Regions from separate parts of the Anas platyrhynchos genome. Here region 1 is linked to region 2. The links are chromatin contacts, called in public Hi-C maps. All regions are on one chromosome and are shown on one strand. The core of a region is the stretch at or near the end of the contact, and the rest is flanking DNA. Distances in the headings are between cores, read along the strand shown.

Evidence for each region. Hi-C and Micro-C count contacts between places; a contact is called where the count stands out from the background.
Region 1: a contact with region 2 is called in a Hi-C map of F5 follicle, with 1.7 times the contacts expected there. The contact joins the promoter of PBX1 here to the enhancer-like site in region 2.

Annotation. Positions count from the first base shown.
Region 1 is chr8:17,748,131-17,752,498 of IASCAAS_PekinDuck_T2T, reverse strand. PBX1 (PBX homeobox 1) reads left to right here and starts at 2,215. Exons shown (of 9, transcript XM_027463507.3): 1 at 2,215-3,119. The coding sequence starts at 2,929.
Region 2 is chr8:17,687,381-17,691,492 of IASCAAS_PekinDuck_T2T, reverse strand. The region is part of intron 2 of PBX1 (PBX homeobox 1); the gene reads left to right. Among named protein-coding and RNA genes, the nearest start is that of PBX1, 61 kb to the left of the region's middle. Within about 2 kb of position 2,727, at least 6 of the 8 cell types and tissues checked have an H3K27ac peak or open chromatin away from gene starts, as enhancers often do. A contact at or near this core is called in F5 follicle, where this site is marked.

The DNA of each region.
Region 1 (4,368 bases), core at 966-3,465, 62 kb before region 2:
TGGCATATACACTTATACTATGTGTGGTGGAAATGTTTATTCTTTATTTCAGGAAGATTTAGTGGGTGTAGAGATAATAGAGCACAGCGCTTGCTTGTGTCTTGGGGAAGGAGGGGTGGTGGCGTTCGGGCTTTAAGGGAGTCCAGTGTCGGCTCCCGGGGGGAATATTTTCGGTAATACCTATTGCAGTCTCAGGCACTTGGAAGGCAGAAGGAGACAGTGGGATGAAATGTGCTTTTCGGGAGAGGCGTTGTAAAGGCCCCAGGATTAGTTATTTCTGACAGGAGGGATTTTACAGACTCCGGTAGACGGCAGAGGCAGAGTCCTGGCCGTTCCCAATTACTCCTCCAAGGCCCCGTGCTGGATGCCTCCTGTGGAGCAGCTCGGGCTGCGGCATCCCCCTCCCCGTGAGATGCCATGGGGTGAGCCTTGGGCTCACCCACCCCACAGACAACTCCTCTTGCCCCCATGTGAGCCTCATCTCCTACCCATGACGGCTGCCCTAAGGGTCTTCTGGCTCCCGCTGCCTGGCATCTACCCAAAACGCTGCAGGACCATGCTGTGACTTTGGAAACGGGGAAGGATTTGCAATAGAAGAGTCTGTGGGGTCAGCAGACCACGGCATCCCACCCCGTGTGCCCCGCTGCCCCTGGGGTGCTGCTGTCTGTCCCCACAGCCTGGCCTGTCGCAGCGCTCCCCGTTTTGTCGTGCACGTGGACCTCTTGCTGCGCTTCCACTCCCTGGGGCTGCTCAAGATCAAACCCAAACCCTGTGCTGACCTCTGGGGATGGGAGAGTCCCTGCCAAATTTTGAGACAGCGTACGTCTAGACTTGGTGTGCGAGCAAGGGAGTGAAGAGATGACTAAGTGTCTGAAAGTTTGGGCCTTTGGAGAGAAGTCCCTTGGCTCCTGGTTCCTTGGATCAAGTTCCATTTCCTGTGGAGCCATGGAGATACTGGATATTTTCTCCCGTTTCTTGGCCTTTTTGAAAAAGTAAAAAAAAATATATAGATCTGTCTTGGGTGAGGAAACAAATTTTTGAAAAATTTTGGCAAGTCGAGGATCAAAAAAAACCCCCGTGTTGAGTGAAACATTTCATAGCGACAAAAATCAAAACATCTCACTTTGCCTTCAACCGCTTTAAAACATTTTAATGGGTTGAAAGGAAATTTCAAAATGGAAAGTCATGTTTTGCTTCAAACACTGGAAAGTGTTTCATTAACGAGGAAGAGCAGAAGCAAAACAATTGCCTTGTTTTTTTGTTTTATTTCCAATCAATTGGACGGCTCCGTCCCCGACCTGCACCGAGGTCAGGGGCTGTGTCCCCTTACGGTACGAGGGACCTGGAGCTTGGCAGCCCTCGCGTCTGATGAAGTCACCTCCCAAGCAGGAAGCTTTTCTGATCACCCTAACTCCCTTTTACATCTTTTTAATACAACTTTGCAGGCTTCAGCTGGCCCTGCTCACCCGCTGGTGCCTCCAGAAGTATTTCTGGCCACGTGGCAGCCTTGGGTCTGGGATAACGCAGAGAGGGGCTGGTGAAGCCCTTCACCTCCTTGTGTGCCGTGACACCACGACAAATAGACCTGAATTATGGTCTCTGTGGGCTTGGGATCTCTGCTGGCTTCCCTTGCCTTGAGGATGTATGGTTTGGGCTGCAAAATCAGGTGTGGGACCATCTGGTTCCATGTTTTTAGGTTGTGGCAGAGGATCAGGAGGCGAGGAGATGCTGTGGGTATATCCTCGGCCTTGCCCCGCTGCCCCAGCAAACCCCAGTTCTTTGTGTCCCTGAGGGTCCCTTGTGGCTGGGGACAAGCTGGTGGCTGTGCTTTGGGGGTGGCTGTGCTTTAGGGACAGCTCTGCCTCACGGGGATGAGGTGAGGTGAGGGGCGCCGTGAGCCCCCTCAGGGGCCGTGTGGGTTCGCTGTGGCGTTCCGGGGAGGATCTCAGCCGCCGGCTGAGCGCCTCCAGGCAAAGCCAGGAGAAGAAAGGAGAAGGAGGAGGAGGAGGAGGAGGAGGAGGAGGAGGAGGAGGAAGGCCGTGGGCGCTTTAAGGCGCGGGCGGGGCGCGGCCCCCGGCCCACCTCTGAACCCGGAGATTGACGGGGGGGCGGTGCGGGCGGCGGGGCCGGGCCTTCCCTCCGCAGCCGCCAATGGGGCCGGGGGGGCGGGGAGCAGCGGCGGCCCCTTCCTCCCCTCCTCCTCCTCCTCCTCCTTCTCCCTCCTCCTCCTCCTCCTCGGGTTCCTCCGTGCCACTTTGAGGAGTCCGGAGCCGAACAAAAGCAGGCGGCGAGGGCCGGGGCCGGGGGGGGCTGCGGTGCGCGGAGGCCCGGCCGGGGAGGGGGCAGCCCCCGCTGCCGCCCACCTCAGCGCTGCCGGCGGCCACGCAGCCCCGAGCCCGGCCCGGAGGAAGGGAAGAAAAAAATTAAAAAAAATAAAAATAAAAAGGGGGCAAAGTTTGGAGCCCGCCTGGCTCCGGCGCTGACAGCGCCCCGCTGGGATCCGGAGTGACTCCGGAGCGGCTCCTGCCCCGCCGCCCCCTTTTGGAGTCGCCGCCGTTTCCCCTCCCTTCCCCGGAACCCCCCCTCCTTCCCTCCCTCCCTCCTTCCCTCCCTCCTCCTCCTCCTCCTCCTCCTCCAGCAGCCGAAGGGATTTTTTTTCCCCCCTTTCTTCCCTCTCCTCTCTCTCCTTTTTTTTTTTTTTTTAAATTTTTAAATTTTTTTCTATTTTTTTTTTTCTCCTCCCCGCCGCCGAGCTGGAAGCCTGAAGGATCAATAACAATAAAAAAAAAAAAAAAGCAGCGCGAAGAGGAAGAGGAGGAGGAGGAGGAGTGTGTGCAGGGAGGTGGGGGGGGAAGACACGAAGCAAAAGAAGAAGAAGAAGAAGAAGCAAAGCGAGCGAGGAGCCGAGCCCAGGCGGCGGGGCCGGAGATGGACGAGCAGCCGCGGCTGATGCACACGCACGGCGGGGTGGGGATGCCCGGGCACCCGGGCCTGTCCCAGCACATGCAGGATGGACCAGGCGGGGCGGAGGGGGAGGCAGGCAGGAAGCAGGACATCGGAGACATCTTACAGCAGATCATGACCATCACCGACCAGAGTTTGGACGAAGCGCAGGCCAGGTGAGGCTCGCCGGGGGGGGGACACATGGATACACACACACACGGACACACAGCCGGGATAATTTGGGGGCAGGTGCCGGGGAAGTTTGGGCGCCCAGCAGCTCTGCCGCCGCCTTTTGTGCGCCCCCGGCTCGCCCTTTGTTGGCCGCCGGGGGGCAGCCCCGGAGCCCCCCCCCCCTTAGCCCTGCTCCGAGCCCTGCCGGGGGAGATCGGGGCCGGGGGGGGGGGGCGGCTCCGGGCATTGTTCGGAGCCCTAAGGGCTGCCCCCCCCCTCTAGGCAACTTTGGGGCAGTTTCGGGGCTTTGAGGAGCCGTCCTGGAGCGGGCGAGGAGTGGATCCCCTCCGGATCCCCTCCGGATCCCCTCTGGATCCTGCAGGAGCTGCGGGTCCCACCGCTGGGGCCCTCCTCCCGCTGTTTTTCAGGCCGTGCTTTTGTGCTCAGAAAGCGTTGCATAGATCCTTTTTTATATATTTTTTAATTATTATTATTTTTAATTGCAGAAGTAATTATTAAAAAAAAATAAGGCTGCGAAACGCAGCAGCCGAAGCGCCCTCGGCTCGGAGCAGAGCGCGCCCAGCAAAAGTTAGGGGAGGGGGGAAAATTCTCCCAATTCAAAATCTCCCACCCCAAAGCGCCTTTCGAAGCCTAACGCTAAGAAAGTCAACCCAGAATCATCCGGGGGGCACCCTTGAAATTTCTCCTGCTGGTGGTGGTGCCGTTCCCCCTGGCATCCGTGCTGGTGGCCGGGGAGGATTGCTCGAGTACATTGTTCCTGGAAAAACGCAGGCACCGTCCCACAGCCCCGCGGCACGCCAACTTCCAGGGGGGAAAAAGTGTCCCCCAAACCCCCTGCTCGCCTCCTGGGCTTGGCGAGAGCGTTTGGGCCGTCCTTTTTTAATTTTATTTTGATTTTTTCTAGTCCTCGTGCAGGGGCAGAGCGGCTCACAATGCGCTTTCCTCCCGGCCCAACGCGGGGAAGCGAGGGGGTCTCCCTCCTGAAAGTTGTGGGGCTGGTGCGTGATCCTGCGAGGGTAATTTGGGGTGCTTAATCACACCAGCAAGCCCCAGCCAGAGCAGAGCGAGGAGAAGGCAATATGGTTTTGGCTATTTCAGCTGCTTCCTCGCAGTACTTTTCTTTTTTCTCCTTTTTCTTTTCCCTGCGCTGCCAAACGCACAGCATTTATCAGTGGTGTTTGGCTTTGCATTTCCTGCATCCATCCTGCTGTTTGCGTGGACGTTTCGCTCCTT
Region 2 (4,112 bases), core at 1,478-3,977:
CCCGGGTGGGGTCTGGGTGCAGTGTGAGGCTTTTAGGTGGCGTGGAAATAGGATTAATTAACGGGACGCCTGTGCGGGTCTGAGGGTTGTACCGTGGCTGGTTGTGTGTGGTGGTGGTGGGCACCTCTGTTTGGCTTGCGTGTGGAGATCTGCAGCGTGTGAGTTACAGGATTTAAGCCTCATTCCCCTGATCCTTTGTGCCTAAAACCGGTGTTGGGGTGCTATTTGAGGGGCTGGCCATGCCCTGATCCACTGTCTGTTGTTCCTTAGGGCTGCAGCCGAGTAACAGGAACACTAAATGTGAGGGGACTGATCTGCACATTCGCTCGGGGCGCTGTGACACCCCACAGCCAGCCCTCGGAGGCTTCGTCCTGCCTGCAGGCCTCTGCTGTGAGGCTGGATGTCCAGCTTCGGGATGATTCCGCCTCAATATGTGACTGGGATTAAAATAAACCCCAAATCTGTGTCTTCTGCCTGTGTTAGCCAGTGTCAGCAGAGCGGCTGTGGGGACGCTGACCCCGTGTGTGTCGTGGGGTGGCCTCAGGGCCTTGCCAAGTGGCCGCCGGGCCTCCTTCGCGGCAGGGCCCGGCCACCGCCTTCCGCCCCCGTCCTCTGGTTGCCTGACATCCTGTTACTGCGCTAGCCTTTTTAATTAGGCTTTCTATTAGATTTAGCTGGGTTTTAGCTGGGGAGACATCATCTCCCTGTAATTGCGGGATCTGCACGCGCGCCTTGAGGAGGAGGAGGAGGAATGCGAATGAGGAGCGGTGACGCTCGGCACGAACCCGCGCGACGTGCCCCTGGCCACCTCCTCGCCGGGAAGCAGAGCAGGACAAGGAGCAGTGGGAATCACCACCATGATATGGCCAGCCCCATAAACACCCTTCACCTCCTCGGGACTGGGGGCTGAACCCCCAAGCGGGAGGAGAGCTTTCCTCCACCACTCCGAATGTGCCAGGCCCGCGCCGCCGAGCAAGGGCGCTTCTTCGGCTTGGGCACCCGCGATGGCAACTCGAAAAGGATCCTTCAGGGGCCAAAAAGGAGTAAGCAGGAGCCCCGTGAAACGGCGGCGAATGCAAGGAAGTCAATAAGGCCTGAATCTTTTATGAGACCTTGGGTATTCCGAGCACAGCTCCGCTGGCACCGAGATCGGAATACAGATGATGTGGGAAGGCGTCTGTGACTGGAGCCTTGGTCCTGGGTCTTCCCGAGGTTTTTTAACTCGCCTCCCCGTGCTGACATTTTGCCGTCAGGTTCGGGGGGTTTCCCTCTTTTTCCCTGCTTTCCCCCCTGCGAGGAATCAGGGGTGATTTCTCCCAGCTGGGGCTGGCTGGGGAGGAAGGTTAGTGCAGCTAATGGGGCTAAGAGCCTGATCCCCGCGCATTGTTACTGACAGCAGCATCAGGAGCACGGCGTGCAGCGAGGCGAGAGAAAAGGAAAGCCCTCGGATCCCTTGTAATCCTGCACTGCGCAGCGCCACGGCGCCGGGATTGCAAGGGTTCTGGCTGAATTCATTTTGGGTTTGGAGAGAAAAGGAGAAGGGATGAAAATCAGGAGCGTAGGGAGGGAAAAAAAATATAATAATAATAAAAAAAAAGACCCCTGCACTGAGATGAATTTATGCCTAAGCTTGTCTTGGGAATGCAAATGTGTTTAAGGCTCTCTGAGCTAAACCACCCCTTTTGGGAAGAGGGAGGGAGGAAAGGGGAAAGGAAAAAAAAAAAAAAGAAGTATGACACAGAAAGGACACTGGGAGAATGTGAAATGAGGGCTTGGCGCCCCTCCTCCCGCACCCTGCCTGCTGCCGAACTGGCACTCGGGCCAGGAGCGAGGCGGTGGCTTGATGGGGACAGGGATGGGGACCACGGGGCACCCCGGCATGTGGTGTGCAGGGGGGACCGGTGGGAGAGTCCACGGGCAGCACCAGTGCTCCTGTGGCCGTGCGTGATCCACTGGGATCTCCTGTGGCCGTGTCGGGTGCCTACCCCACACCGTTTGCAGTCAGGGACTGGGGAGGAGGCACCCCTGTGCCCCGATGTCCCTGTTCTCCTGGCCTGTGGGGCACAAACCGTTGTGCACCGAGCTGCCATCGCATGGTTTTGTCTTCTGGGTCAAGGATGAAGCTCTCCCAGTGCTCTTGGCTGCTGCCAAGGCTGATGGAGAAGAGGGGAGCGAGCAGAAGGGGTGGCTGAGCTGCAGACAGTCCCAGCTCTGGCACCCAGGGCTCGGTGTGGGTGCCTCCCCGTGCCCCAGCCTACATCCTACGCGGACGTCAGGCGTGACGTGGCCACACTCGTGCCACCGCTGCCCTGTGCCCATTTTCCACCCCCGGAGATAAGCTGGGTGCTGCGTGCCCGCTCCCGTCCTGCTCGGTGGCATCCGTGCTCGCCGGGGGGGCTGCAAAGCCTCGGGAAGGGGCACGCAGCTCCCCACGTACCCTCTTGGCACCGTGGTGACCCCCAGCGGGACCCCGACCTCAGCCAGATCCGGAGAGAAAAGGGAAACGGGGGAGAGGAGGAAACGTGCGGCCAGCAGGAGGGAGGGGGGCTGCAGGAGAAGAGGCGAACCCACTGCCAATTGGGCAGTTGTGCCTGTTGTCTGGAGGCTGCTGCTAACCACTCGTTACAATTAAAATGAAGTGTCCGTCAGCGGCTATCTTCGCTGTGTGGCCCATATGTTTCTGAGCTGATACTGTCCGGATTATTCTGTTTGGGAGAACGATAACGGCTGTTTATAACCTTGGCAAAGACTGAGCCCTAATCAGGCTGGAGCACATTTTCACTGACTGGCTGATAACGGGCTGTTAGCTGCCTTATCGCTGGGGAGAGATAGGCCAAAATAAGCAGATCTGTGAGCACAGGAGCCCAACCAAGAGGCACATACTCTGGCCTGGCCTTTATTTTTAGATGCTGCTTTTCTTTTTTCCTCCTTTTTTTTTTTTTCCTGGCTGATTTCAGAGAGAAGGGGGGATTATTTCAGCGAAAGGGGAGGTTTTGTTCGCATCAGTGAATGGGGTGGCAAGAAAGGCACACAAAAATAACTCCAGGTGTCGTGTTGCTTCCCGTGTGCCCGCTGCTTGGCCTGTGAATTGCTCCCTGGGCTCCTGCAGTGCCCTGGGGTACACGTGGGCACCTCCGTCTTTGGGGGAAAAAGAGAGAAGTTCACCTCCTTCACTTTTTCCTCACTGTTTCCTCTCTTCTCGGGGGCTGGCTGGCTGAAATTGATGTTCCAGGTGCCTTGTGCCCACCCCAGCAGCAGGGAAGGTGGCTTGTAATGAGGAGAGAGGAGGCAAGGGGGAACGGGATGCTTTTCTGGGGTGGCACCGCTTCGGTGTAGAGGAAGGGCATTTTAAACGAGGGCAGTCCTACTGAGTGTTCTCCCCAGATGGGGTTACCCAGGAAAGACCTGAGCGCTCCCGCTGCAGATATCGCATCGAGCGAGAGCATCTCAAAGTGCTGTGCACTCAGATACCTAACCAGCCTGATTTCCCCGAAGGCAGCCCCGCACTGAGGGTGGTTGGAGCTCCTTTCCAGCCTGCTCAGGTGCCGGGCTATTCCCAGGAGCTGGGATTCGCCTGGTGCCCTGATCCTGGAGGCACCATCCTCTTCCTCGGCGCAGCCCAGGCCTTGCTTCGCCTCCGCTCTCGAATCTTCCAGTGGAAAAGGTCCAGCTCGCCCCGCGCCTCCCCTCCTTCCTTTGCTCAGGCTCCGTACTCTGCCTTGAAGTCTCAGGCAGGTGTTCAAATAAATAATGCAGCTAAAAATACCTTTTGGCAGCAGCTGGGAGTTCTTGCGAGCGGCGCCGGAGCGGTGGGAATTCAGCATCCCGGCTCCACAGGCAGGTGCGTCTGCGCGCTCCAGAAAGTTGGAGCAAACGCTGGGCACACGGGGGGCTGCGTGCCTCCTGTGGCCTCAAAAAATAAAAAAAGAGAGAGATTTATTCTGCCCAAGCTGGCTTTTAAGTAAGTGTCACCTTCCCCCAGCGCGCCCGCGGTTGGTTTTTGTTGGAAGGATGCTGCGGAGGGGACCCGCCAGCTGCTGCCCGGCTTGTGGCCGAGTGTCACGCTGTCCCTGCGCTCCCGCTGCATGGCAGGGGGCAGGAAACGATCAGGG